Linked DNA regions of Mus musculus: region 2 is linked to region 1. The links are chromatin contacts, called in public targeted proximity ligation maps. All regions are on one chromosome and are shown on one strand. The core of a region is the stretch at or near the end of the contact, and the rest is flanking DNA. Distances in the headings are between cores, read along the strand shown. Region 1 has its middle 4.5 kb from the start of Gm32294. Region 2 overlaps Cep55 (centrosomal protein 55).

Region 1 (5,630 bases), core at 1,559-4,058:
CTACTCTACATATCCCTGAAGACTTCTTGTGGTCTCTTGATCAAACAGATCCAGGTTAGAGCGTGATGTGCACACCTTTGCTGGGATACAATATGAACAGGATGCTGGAAGAGCAGGATACTCAAGAAAACCTCTCCTCTCTTTTCCTTCTTTGTGATTCTCTTTGGAATCTTCTCCTCAGATTTTGCTCAGCTGGTCATGGTGGCCTCCATCTGTAATCCAAGAATTTGGGGGTAGAGGCAGAAGAAGTGTCACAGTTTGAGGAAACCCTCTACAGCTACATGAAACCCTTTCTCAAAGGCCAAGCAACCTTAGTCTTCCAGTAGTCGTTTGCCCTCATCATGAAGTAGTTGCACAGAGCTGAGCATGATGGCATACACCCATAGCCCCAACTACATAGGCTCAAGTGGAAGGATGACTTAAGGTCAGGGGTTCAAGGTCAGCCTGGGCAACACATCCAGACCATGCCTCCGGTACACAACACAGTCGTTCCCCATTAACTCCATTTCAACTCCTCTTACCTTCCACAGAGTTTTGCAAAAATTCATTTTTCTTCCTCCTATCCATCTGATTTCCACTTCTACTCTTACAGTCTGTTCCTTTCAAGGCTGCCCATGACTCCATCGCCTTACCAGAGCCATTTTTTTCTTAGTCTCAGAGCATCAGATTTGTCAGCTGTGACCTTTGAAGTTGTTTTTTTTTGTTGTTTCTGACTTGGCGCCATCACATTTTTCTGGCTTTCTCCAGTAACCGGAGGTCAGAAGAGGGAGGTCGACAGGACCGTGGGCTTGGTTCCTTGGCCTTTAAAAACATCGTCCAGATCTCTGTTCCAATTGTCTCTTTATAAGGACACCAGTCAGAGTGGATTAACCCATTCCTGAGAGCTTCCTCTTAGTTGATTGATACCTGACTCCCTTTTCCAAGTAAGTCCACATGCTGACGTTCTGAATGGTTATCAAGCAACCTTCTAGACTTTACTTTCCCTCCATCCTGCCCTTGGCCTCTGCTGAGAAAATTCATCATTTATATCACCTTACAACTGAGGATACCCAAAGGAATTTTGGAGGGACTGATCCAATAACCCAGTTGATAATATTCAGATGCTTCTAGGACCCCTTAAATTTATAAGGATCAAACTGGACTTATCTTTTCCGCAGAGCTGTTGTTTCTCATGAGTCTTTCAGTCTCAAACTGACGCCATGGGTCATTTGGCTATGGGGGTCTAGCTCACCACCACCACTACCACTGCCTCCTCCTCCTTCTCCTTCTCACCCAATTCTGTTAATTACACTGCTCCAACAGCCACCACATAGCTCCTTTTCTTTTTTCTCTGCTGTCACTTTGTACATCGATTTTTTCATCTCTTTTAGCTCGAATTCTTCATCTTCCTCATCATCGCCGTTGTCGTCTGCTTCGTCACAGCATTTCACAATGTAGCCCAAGCTGGACTCAAACTCAACAACCTTCCTGTCTCTGACTCCTGTGCTCCACCATACCTGGGAAGCTAGAATTATTATGACTAATAATGATAATAATAGCCAGCCTTTATCTTGGAATTAGTGAGCAGCATGTCCTTACATGAGAGCCTTTTTGCTTTTGCCCTTTTCAATGTATTTTGCTGGTGTTAATCTATCGGCCCCTTGTCCTACTTTGAGTGTGATAAGACACTGACAGACAGTGGGCCCGGCCATCACTCTCCCTGCTTTACTGCTTTGAGTCAAGGACTCTTATTGAATCAGAAGCTCCGTGTTCCTGCTTTATCCTGGACTGCCAGTGTGGCCCTGGGATCTGCCCATCTTGTCCCCATCAATGCTGGGTTTATAGGCACACATAGACCCAAAGCCCTGCCCTACTTTTTATGTGAGCCCAGAGGATTTGAACTCAGATCCATGTTTTCACAGAAAAAGCTCTTACCTACTGAGCTATCTCTCCAGCTCCTCCCCTCCTTCTCAACCCCTCCCACTCCCATTTTGAGACAGAGTCTTTTGTTGCCTTCTAATTTGGATGACCTTGAACTTTTGATCTATCTGACTGCATGTCCTCACACCCACTTGTCTGCTATGCTGAAGAACAAACCTAGGACGTTTTCTTACATGCTAGGTGAGCTCGCTACCAATGGAACTGTGGCCCCAGACATTATTTCTTTCTTCTAAATTTTCTCAATCCACTAGCATTGAACACAGTCAAATCTTAAGTGTTCACCAGCCACATGTGGCAAGTTATAAGGTGACAAAGACGCTGGCCATTGTTAAAATCCGGATAAATTAGCCTGACGCTTGCATAACAACTTGTCCATTTTTCTTTTTCTTTTTTCTTCCCTTCTTCCTTCCTTCCTTCTTTTTTTCTTTCTTCCTTCCTTTCCTTCTTTATTTTTTGTGGCAAAGTTCAGTGCCCTTTAGAGAGGAGGTACTTAACCAAGGTTTGTTTTTCTAATGGAGTTATTTTCATTCAGTTGAAGTTTCAGTACTTGTTTTATGTAGATAGTGGTTAAAATACCTCCCTGTAGCCAGGAATCGGTTTTTTTTTTTTTTTTTGTTAAGTCATGAAACAGAAAACAATTCATACATTTTACTTTGTTTCTCTGAAATGAGAGATGCTTTAAGAATGTGTTTGTAATAAGATTTGCCAAAATTTTTATCGTACACAATAGCTCCCTCCCCCCTTCCTTTTGGAGGATTGATGGGTGGATGAAAGTTGGGACGGAAGAACTGACAGTGGTTGAGCAAAACAACGCGGTCTGAAGAAAAGGCTTCAGGGAAGTGACACTGCAGAACACTAGAATGCTAGCTGTAGGAAGTCTCCTCTTCAGAGGATGCTGGGATTTATGTTAATTAAAGTGGGCGGAGTCTGGGAAGACTGACAGTCACAGGCCAAGTTAGAACTAGACTCCTCCAGGTGCTATTTCCTAGGATCTGTTGCTCAGGGTTTGCCCCAACAAATTATTTCTTAGGCAGATGTTAACGCCACTTACCTTTCTCTGATATTAATGCTCCCAATCTCATTATTTTAGGAAAGAAAAAGGATGTTTTCTGTAAAGTGTGTCACTTGGTTTTTTTTGTTTGTTTTTTGTTTTGTTTTGTTTTGTTTTTCGAGACAGGGTTTCTCTGTGTAGCCCTGGCTGTCCTGGAACTCACTTTGTAGACCAGGCTGGCCTCGAACTCAGAAATCCGCCTGCCTCTGCCTCCCGAAGGCGTGCGCCACCATGCCTGGCCTTTTTTGTTTTTGTTTTTATTTTTGTTTTTAATTTAGACTTTTCTTCCTTTTTTTTTGGACAGAGACTTACTTTGTAGCCCTAGCTGTCCTGGAACTCACTAAACAGAACAGGCTGGCATTGAACCCACAGAGATCTGCCTGCCTCTGCCTCCTAAGCACTGGGACTTAAGGCATGTGCTGCTATACCTGACTTCATTCCTGTTTTTTTTTTTTTTTTTTTTTTTTGAGGTAGGGACTTGTAAACTAGCCTGGGCTAGCCTTGAACTTGTGATGCTGAGGACAAGCCCCACACTTAGCCTGCACATGATTCATAATAAGATGTGAAAAACCCTTTCAACAAAAATAATTCAGTTTGAACACGGAAGCACTAACATATTAGAAATATCTGCAGAAAATCAACTGGGAAAACCCCTCAGACCATTGGGTTCACCTGAATTTGCTCTTAGGCGCAGGCAGCCAGGTTGTTCACCGTGGCCACAGAGAGAGCAAGGATCCAGACTTTTCAACACCTGTGTCAAGAGTTTTCTTTTGCTAGAAGCAGAACCAGCATTTATCAAATACTGGCTGATTGTTAGGCGATGGGTTAAACACTTTTCTCAAATTTCAACAACCTAAAAAAAAAAACCCTCCAAATAGAAAGCATTTTAGGTTTAGAGGAAAGAGCACGACTCTCTCAAATGTTCTGTTGGCATTTCCTTCACGTTCTCAAATAAAAGTGGGCAAGATTCTAAAAATAAAGGTGGCTCCCATTTCAGATTCTAAATACGCAAAAGGCTCTTGGTGGTCTCTGCCTGGCTGTGTTTTGAAAGCTACATAAATAAGCCTCAATTCCCAACAAAAACTCAACTTATTGTAGGTAGTTAAGGTTGGAAATTATCTCTCTGGTCTGCCTTGCTTTGTCTTTTGTTCATTCACTATTTCTCTTTTCTTTTTTAGTCTCTCTTTCCTTCTCTCTCTCATTCGCTCACCTCATTTCCTTCCTCCCTTCCTTCCTTCCTTCCTTCCTTCCTTCCTTCCTTCCTTCCTTCCTTCCTTCCCCCTTCCCCCTTCTCCCCTGCCCTTCTGTTTTAGAGAGTGTGGTGTTTCAAGGCAGCTTCTGTTGAGATTCCAAGCCTTCTGACTGTGAACTGTGTGAGGACCTGAACCATCTAAAGCAGTGGTTCTCAACCCTTTTGTGGGTTAAATGACCCTTTCACAGGGGTCACATATCAGATATCCTACATAGGAGACATTTACGTTATTATTCAAAACAGTAGCAAAATCCCAGTTACGAAGTAGCAATGAAACTTGGAGGGGGGGGGGTCACCACAACATGAGGAACTGTCTTGAAGGGTCGCAGCATTCGGAAGGTTGAGAACCGCTGCTCTAAAGGGAAGTAGAGGCTCCGAGTGGTAAAGGATTGTGCCTAAGGTCAACTGAATAAACTTCTAAGATCAGAAAGCTGCTGACAGGTCTGTGGAGACGGCTCAGCGTATGCCATGCAAGCAAGAGGACCTGAGCTCAGTTCCCAGAATCACGTAACCAAGCTCAGTATGGTAGTGCATGCTGGGGAAGCAAAGACAGGAGCTCCCCTGGGATTTGCTGACCAGCTAGCCTAATCATCAAGTTCCAGGACAAGTGAAAGACTCTCTCAAAACCAGGGTGGACAGCACTTAAGAAACCACAGCTGAGGTTGTCCTCTGGCTTCCACACGTGCACATGCATATGTGTGCACACACGTCCAACACACACGTGCAAAGCAACCTGAGCAGCAGTGGTCCTGTCTGACGGCTTCTGTAGGTGTCAGGCCTTTTGGTTGTTTGTTCATCCTCAAAGTCTTTAACCTCCTTTGAAAGTGTTCAGGGGCCATTGGCAGCAGTCTGGGAATGAAAAGAAAACCTCTATTCTCGTTCTGCGCTACAGAATCCCTTGAGGTGAGGGACAAGACTGCCTAAAGGTCTCACACAGAATGTGTTCTCAGAGATACAGGGGTCTTGACTTTGGAAAAATAGCAATCCACAGAGAAAGCTCAAGATGGCAGTGCTTGTGCCTGGATTTGCTTTTGGACACCCAGGTTCTCAGGCCTTCTGGGAAAACATTGCCACGGTCTTCCGGCACAGTGGCTTCCAACAGAGGCATCTCAAAAGGTATGGTGTAGAAGCAGCAGCCTCAGCAGGAGACTGGGGTGGGGGCAGGATCATACCAGAGCCCCATCTGGAAGCCTCAGTGAGAGAACCTGGAAGCAGGGATGGACCAGAGGCCCCTTAGCAACCTGCACCGACTGTCAGCTCTGAGCCCGGCCTTAGAAGCAGCACTGACATTTGTTCTTCAGAGACAGCTAGTTGATGGAGGACACTACTTGGAACTGGGCTAAGACAGCATGCTTTTGATGTCACCTTGTATGATGGGAAAGAATGGGCTCCCATGATACCAACCTC
Region 2 (5,630 bases), core at 860-3,359, 580 kb after region 1:
GGGGGCGGGGGTCCTAGATTGCTTAGGACAGTGGTTTTCTACCTTTCAAATGCTGGGACTCTTTAATACAGTCCTCAGGATGTGGTGACCCCAACCATAAAATTATTTCATTGCTACTTCATAACTCTAATGTTGCTACTGGTATGAATCATAATGAAAGTATTTTTGGAAATAGAGGATAACCAAGGGTGGTGCGACCCACAGGTTGAGAACTACTGGTATAGGAGACTATCCAGGGAATTTAGTTCTGGTGGTAGTCCCCTGATAATTCTCACCTGGCTTGGTGGTTCACCAGTAGTAGAGGTGTGGTTTCATTGTCTTGAGAAATGTTTTGTATTTTTATGGAAATATAATGAAATTTGTATTGTTAAGTTGATGATGTCAGCTACTATTGGCTTATTTACAGAGCATGCCTGCAAACTGCTTCAACTCCTCAATGAATAGTATTCATGAAAAGGAGATGCAGCTGAAAGATGTAAGTTGTTTTGTTGTTGTTGGTGGTGGTGGTGGTGGTTAAACAATGGATAAAGAAGACAAACTCGTATGTTCTTTAAATTTTATAGAATTGGAAGCATTAATGTTATGACTTTAAAAAAAAAAAAAAAAAAAAACAAGTCTAATGAAGAGTCAGGAGAACTGAGTGTTTGAGACCATGGTGTAGAAACTCTGTAGATTGCAACGCCCTGGAACTAAGCTTCCAGCTGCCTTAGCAGCATTCTTTTCCACCTCAGTCTAACTCGCCCAAATTGTTGCTGTTATGGTGCAATTTAATTTATGCTTTTCTTTTTGTTTATCTATTTGATATGTATTTATTGAGTGAAAAACAGAAATAAAAAGGAAAGGAAGGGACATGCCTGCTCCTAGGTATGGTGGAGGAGAAAGTTTATTATAGGTAAAAGGGAAAGCCAGAAGCAGGGGGACATCTGGGAGTCCAGAGTGGTCTTGACCCTGAGCCACGTGAGGACAGATGGGGAGAGAGGGTAGCCAGGTACAGCATCCAGGAGGCCAAAGGTATTAAATGAATGAATGAATGAATGAATGAATAAATAAATAAATAAATAAATAAGGTGGGTAACCTATAATGTCTGGATTATATTGGGAAGAACCTCTTGGGGAAGGGCAGCCCAGCCCTGGATTTAAGTGTTCAGGGTAGGGGTGGGGTTCGTCAGCCTTATTCTGTAACCTGTTTGGACTCTGGGGGAACCTGGAAGCCTGATCAGCTTTGATATGTTAAGTAGGCACCTGAGCTGTTTGTCTGGGATTTGAAACCTAACTTTCCTTATCTTCCAGTCTTTCTCCAAGAGTTGGGAAGGAAATGTGGTCTATGTATGCGCAGTAGTTCTCCAGAATTAGACATGAGGTTACTTTAGATGGACCGGAAAGCTTTGCTTTATTATTTCTAACTTTTATAAGTGGATAAGTAAGTTTTGTTGGAAATTGAATAAAATGAGGTCACAGGACTGTCTGCATCTTTTCAAGTTTTAGATGAAAATATATGAAGTATAAAGTTGTTGATATAATTATTAGATCACCAGGTAGCTGTTTATATTACAGAAACATGGTGTGTTTACCTTGATGCCTGATAAGTCTACCCTTAAGATTTCTGTTTTATTTAATCTAGCAAGTGTCTTTTGAAGTCTATTTGATTTTCAAAAGAAGAATTTAAATATCTTGAGTATCTATACAGGATGGTTTGGTACTTTTATCAAAGTATTTACCTGGAGGTAATTGAAATAAACATAATTTTAAAATATGTTACATATTTAAATATGCTAGACATAAGTTACAAAATAGAGTATTTCGGTATCATCTTTTACAGAGAATTTTGTCCATCTGTGTATACTGGTACCTACCAATTAGATGCCTGTATTTAGGTCATTTACCTTACATGCCTTCCATTTTCTCCTCCTTTGCTTCAGTCTTGCTGGATTTCCAACCATTCCTTAAAAGGAAAACCCTGGTTTCCTGGGTGGGCCCCTCTGTTTACATAAGAAAAACTCTAGTGCAGTAAAATCTAAACCAATTCACCTGCAAGCTAAATCTAACCTGAGCCTAGACTTTTTGAGTCCAGAGGATTTTCTTGAAATGTAGATTTTGGATTTAGTAGGTCTGGGGTGGGGCTTCGATTGTGCATTTCCTGAATGCTGTTGCTGCTGATACAAGGGCACCCTTGGATTATTCCTACCTTGAAGAGCTTCTAGCTACTCAGCTCTTCTGGGTTCTTGAAGATCTCCTCATCTGTTTGAGGAGGAGGAAGAAGAGAATTACCCTTGGGAGACTTGGAGAGCAAGAAAGAGCCATTCATTCACTCCTCAGTGGACGCTGCGTGTTTGCCTTGTGAGAGCCTGGAAACTGGTTCCATCTCGGTTCCCAGGTTACGGCCTCAGGAGGCTGGTCCAGAAGAACTAGTATTTGTTCCATGTAAAATAAGCTCTAGGAATGCATGGATGTGTTTCCTACAGTATTCAGTCACCATTTAGGTCTGTCAGACATTTTGAAATAATTACCTGGTAATAATTCTTAGGTTTCTTAGGCATCTAAAAGAGACATAAAGGCAGAAAGAGAAGTGCATCTGTCCTTAGGAAGGAGTGTTTATTGGTGGACAGGGTTGTGTATGTTGTATGTGGGATGATCTCACCCATGTGGATGGGTGCATCTTCTACTCCTGTCACTTTAGATTCAAAGAGGCCCTGGGGCCAGTTAAAGGTTCCTAGAGCTTTTGGCTATAGGCAAGTTGAAAATTCCAAAAGTTCTCAGCCAGTCTTAGCTAGTGGAGAGCTCTTGGAATCTTTTACTGATATGGAAATAGCCAAGGGATCCTGTGAACCCCAGACCTAATCGGGCGCCTCTAATGGATTACCTTGTCCCAGCATTTTGCTCTGCTGCATGGTGTTTGGAGAGGGCATGGACACACCCCTGTGGATGGTTTTGCCATATAGCCCACAGCATGCAGGCAGACGAGATTCCCATGGAAAAGGTGGCTCAGCCTTTCTTAGCGGGAGAAAGTGGCTATCGTACCTATGTTACATTCCTTCCCGCATCCTTCCCTTCTGGAGTTGTCCTGCTTGGCTGCAAAGGAAGCTGGGAAGTATAGTCTTTCTGAAGGAAACTCTGGATAATGCCATAAATGTTCCCAGATATCAGTCTTATCATTTCTGTGCAAACTATACTGACCATAACCAGCGGAAGGTTGGCAGACCAAGACATGGTCTTAATGTTACAAAATTGGATTTTTAAACAGCTTAGAGGAGATAAGTAACCTTAATTTTTTTTTTAATTTAGAAGATACAAATAGAAAAGTTCTAAGAATGAGAATGATACAGGTATCTCTTTTTATATTCTTTACCTAAATTTAACCATTCATGACAGTTTTAAGCCCATTTTTGTACTATTCTTATACCTTTCACCTACACAAATATACAAAGTATTTTTTCCTAAGCCATTCAAGAGGGAGCTGCATATATCTGTAATTATTTAACCCTGCCTACATATGCATTTACTATACCTTAAGCAGGAACTTAGTAAATTTAACATGAACACAATACTTTTCGTTAACCTACCATCCCTAATCCAGTTTTACCAATGAACTCACATTTTTTAATTATTCTACTACAGCTCACATTTTTACCTATTTTAAAAATATTGTCCACAGAGTACTTAGCACATCCATGGCCAAACGTAGAGGAACACCACCCTTCCACAGTACTTCATTTTTTTTTTAACTTTAGGGTTTTCATTGTAATTTAGATGGGCATGTCGAGTGCATGCCTCCTGTGTATATAGATGAACAGAAAGCCAGAAGGAATAGCTGATGTGACGATGTCTCCATAAATTTAAGCCCAATATCAATGTTTATTGAGAGCATCCTAGTCTGACCATTGATGGTTTTAGAGAAGAAAGGGTAGATGCATATGAATTGGAGAGAAGAGCAATGTTGGCTTAGCTCAGCATTGTGACATAGACTTGTAATATTAGCTGCTTGAGAGGCTGAGGCAGGAGGATCATAAGTTCAAGGCCTGCTTAGGCTACAGTTCTGTGTTTGTGACCAGCAAGGCAGAGGTAGAGGCTAGAAGAGCTTACTTTGTTCAGCATTATTGACATTGTGTGGCTCTTAAATCTTTTCTTTAAAAAGATTTTTCTCTCCCAACTTTTGTTACTTACAAATCATATAACTAAAGTCTAATGAGTCTATTCAGTGTTGCTCCTGTGAATATGTTTTTAGTGTTGACCACTTGGCATTAGATAACCAGGCTGGGAAAGTCTGGTTTCTTCTCCCCAGCCTCCAACAGCCATTATGTGGCTGTAAACTTAAATATATTTTTAGTTCATGCACTTCAGTAAAGTATCAACAGATGCATTTGAAAAACATTGATGACCATCTGATGTAGACTTAAATTATTTGCATTGCCACTTCTTTTTTTTTTTAAGATGTATGTATGTATGTATGTATGTATGTATGTATGTATTTATTTATTTATTACATGTAAGTACACTGTAGCTGTCATCAGACACTGCAGAAGAGGGAGTCAGATCTCATTACGGGTGGTTGTGAGCCACTACGTGGTTGCTGGGATTTGAACTTCGGACCTTTGGAAGAGCAGTCGGGTGCTCTTACCCACTGAGCCATCTCACCAGTCCGCATTGCCACTTCTTAAAGATAGGCAGATATAAAGTTTGATAGAAAATTAGATAGCTTTAATATTTAATAGTGTAATCTGTAGGTAATTAGATATACACATGTGCTCTTTGGGTCACACAGTGTTCTTCTGTTTTGTTTTGTTTGTTTGTTTGTTTGAGATAGAGTTTCTCTGTATAACAGCCCTGGCTGTCTTGGAACTTGCTCTGAAGAGCAGGCTGGCCTCGAACTCACAAAGATCCTCTTGCCTCTGTTTCCCAAGTGCTGGGATTAAAGGCTTGCCTCACTAGGCCCAGTGACAACAGTGGGTTTTAGAACTGAATTTGAACATGAACTAGAAGTCCTCATGAGGACTCAATCCAGAGGAGCTTGGCCAGTGTGAAGGAATGTTAGGCTAAGGCATACATCATCACATATGTGTTTCTTGGAACCCTTCACCCAAAACATTTAACATGCACATGATATCAGGTTCGGACGTGCATAACTATTTTTCACAAGTAATTGTTAAAACTTATTTCCTGGCCTCTCAGGATCATAGAACAAGAGGGGACAACTGTGTCCTATTAGCCTGACAAGTAGGTTGGGCAGGATTTGTAATCTCATTGCATATTCGTGTTGTGTTCCTATTTCTAGGCCTTCTTCCCTCCCCATTAACAGCAGCTTAGTAGTCTTTTCATTTATTTATTTTTATTTTTGAGACAGTGTCTCAGTATATAGCCTTGGCCGGTCTTAAACTCAGAGATCCTTCTGCCTCTGTCTCCCCACTACTAAGATTAAAAGTGGGTGCCACCACACCGAGCTATGTAGTTCTTTAGAGACAAAGTCCCACCACATAGCCCACGTGGGTCTTTAACTCATGGTCTTAGCTGATTGCCGCAGACCCTCTGGGCCCCTTTGTCTGCGTGGAACGGGTCTCTAGTCTCGGGTGGACAAAGTGTAGGATGAGTGACAAACAGACGCGCACAGGAGAGTTCGTGTGGAATCTGAGTGTAAT

The links.
Region 2: a contact with region 1 is called in a targeted proximity ligation map of embryonic stem cells, with 5 read pairs. A contact is called at or near these places in 1 of 39 promoter capture datasets (pre-B cells) and 1 of 130 datasets of targeted methods (embryonic stem cells).

The regions. Positions count from the first base shown.
Region 1 is chr19:37,486,278-37,491,907 of GRCm38.p6, forward strand. No RefSeq gene overlaps it. Among named protein-coding and RNA genes, the nearest start is that of Gm32294, 4.5 kb to the right of the region's middle.
Region 2 is chr19:38,062,197-38,067,826 of GRCm38.p6, forward strand. Cep55 (centrosomal protein 55) reads left to right here. Exons shown (of 10, transcript NM_001164362.2): 5 at 407-475. Among named protein-coding and RNA genes, the nearest start is that of Gm23300, 6.9 kb to the right of the region's middle.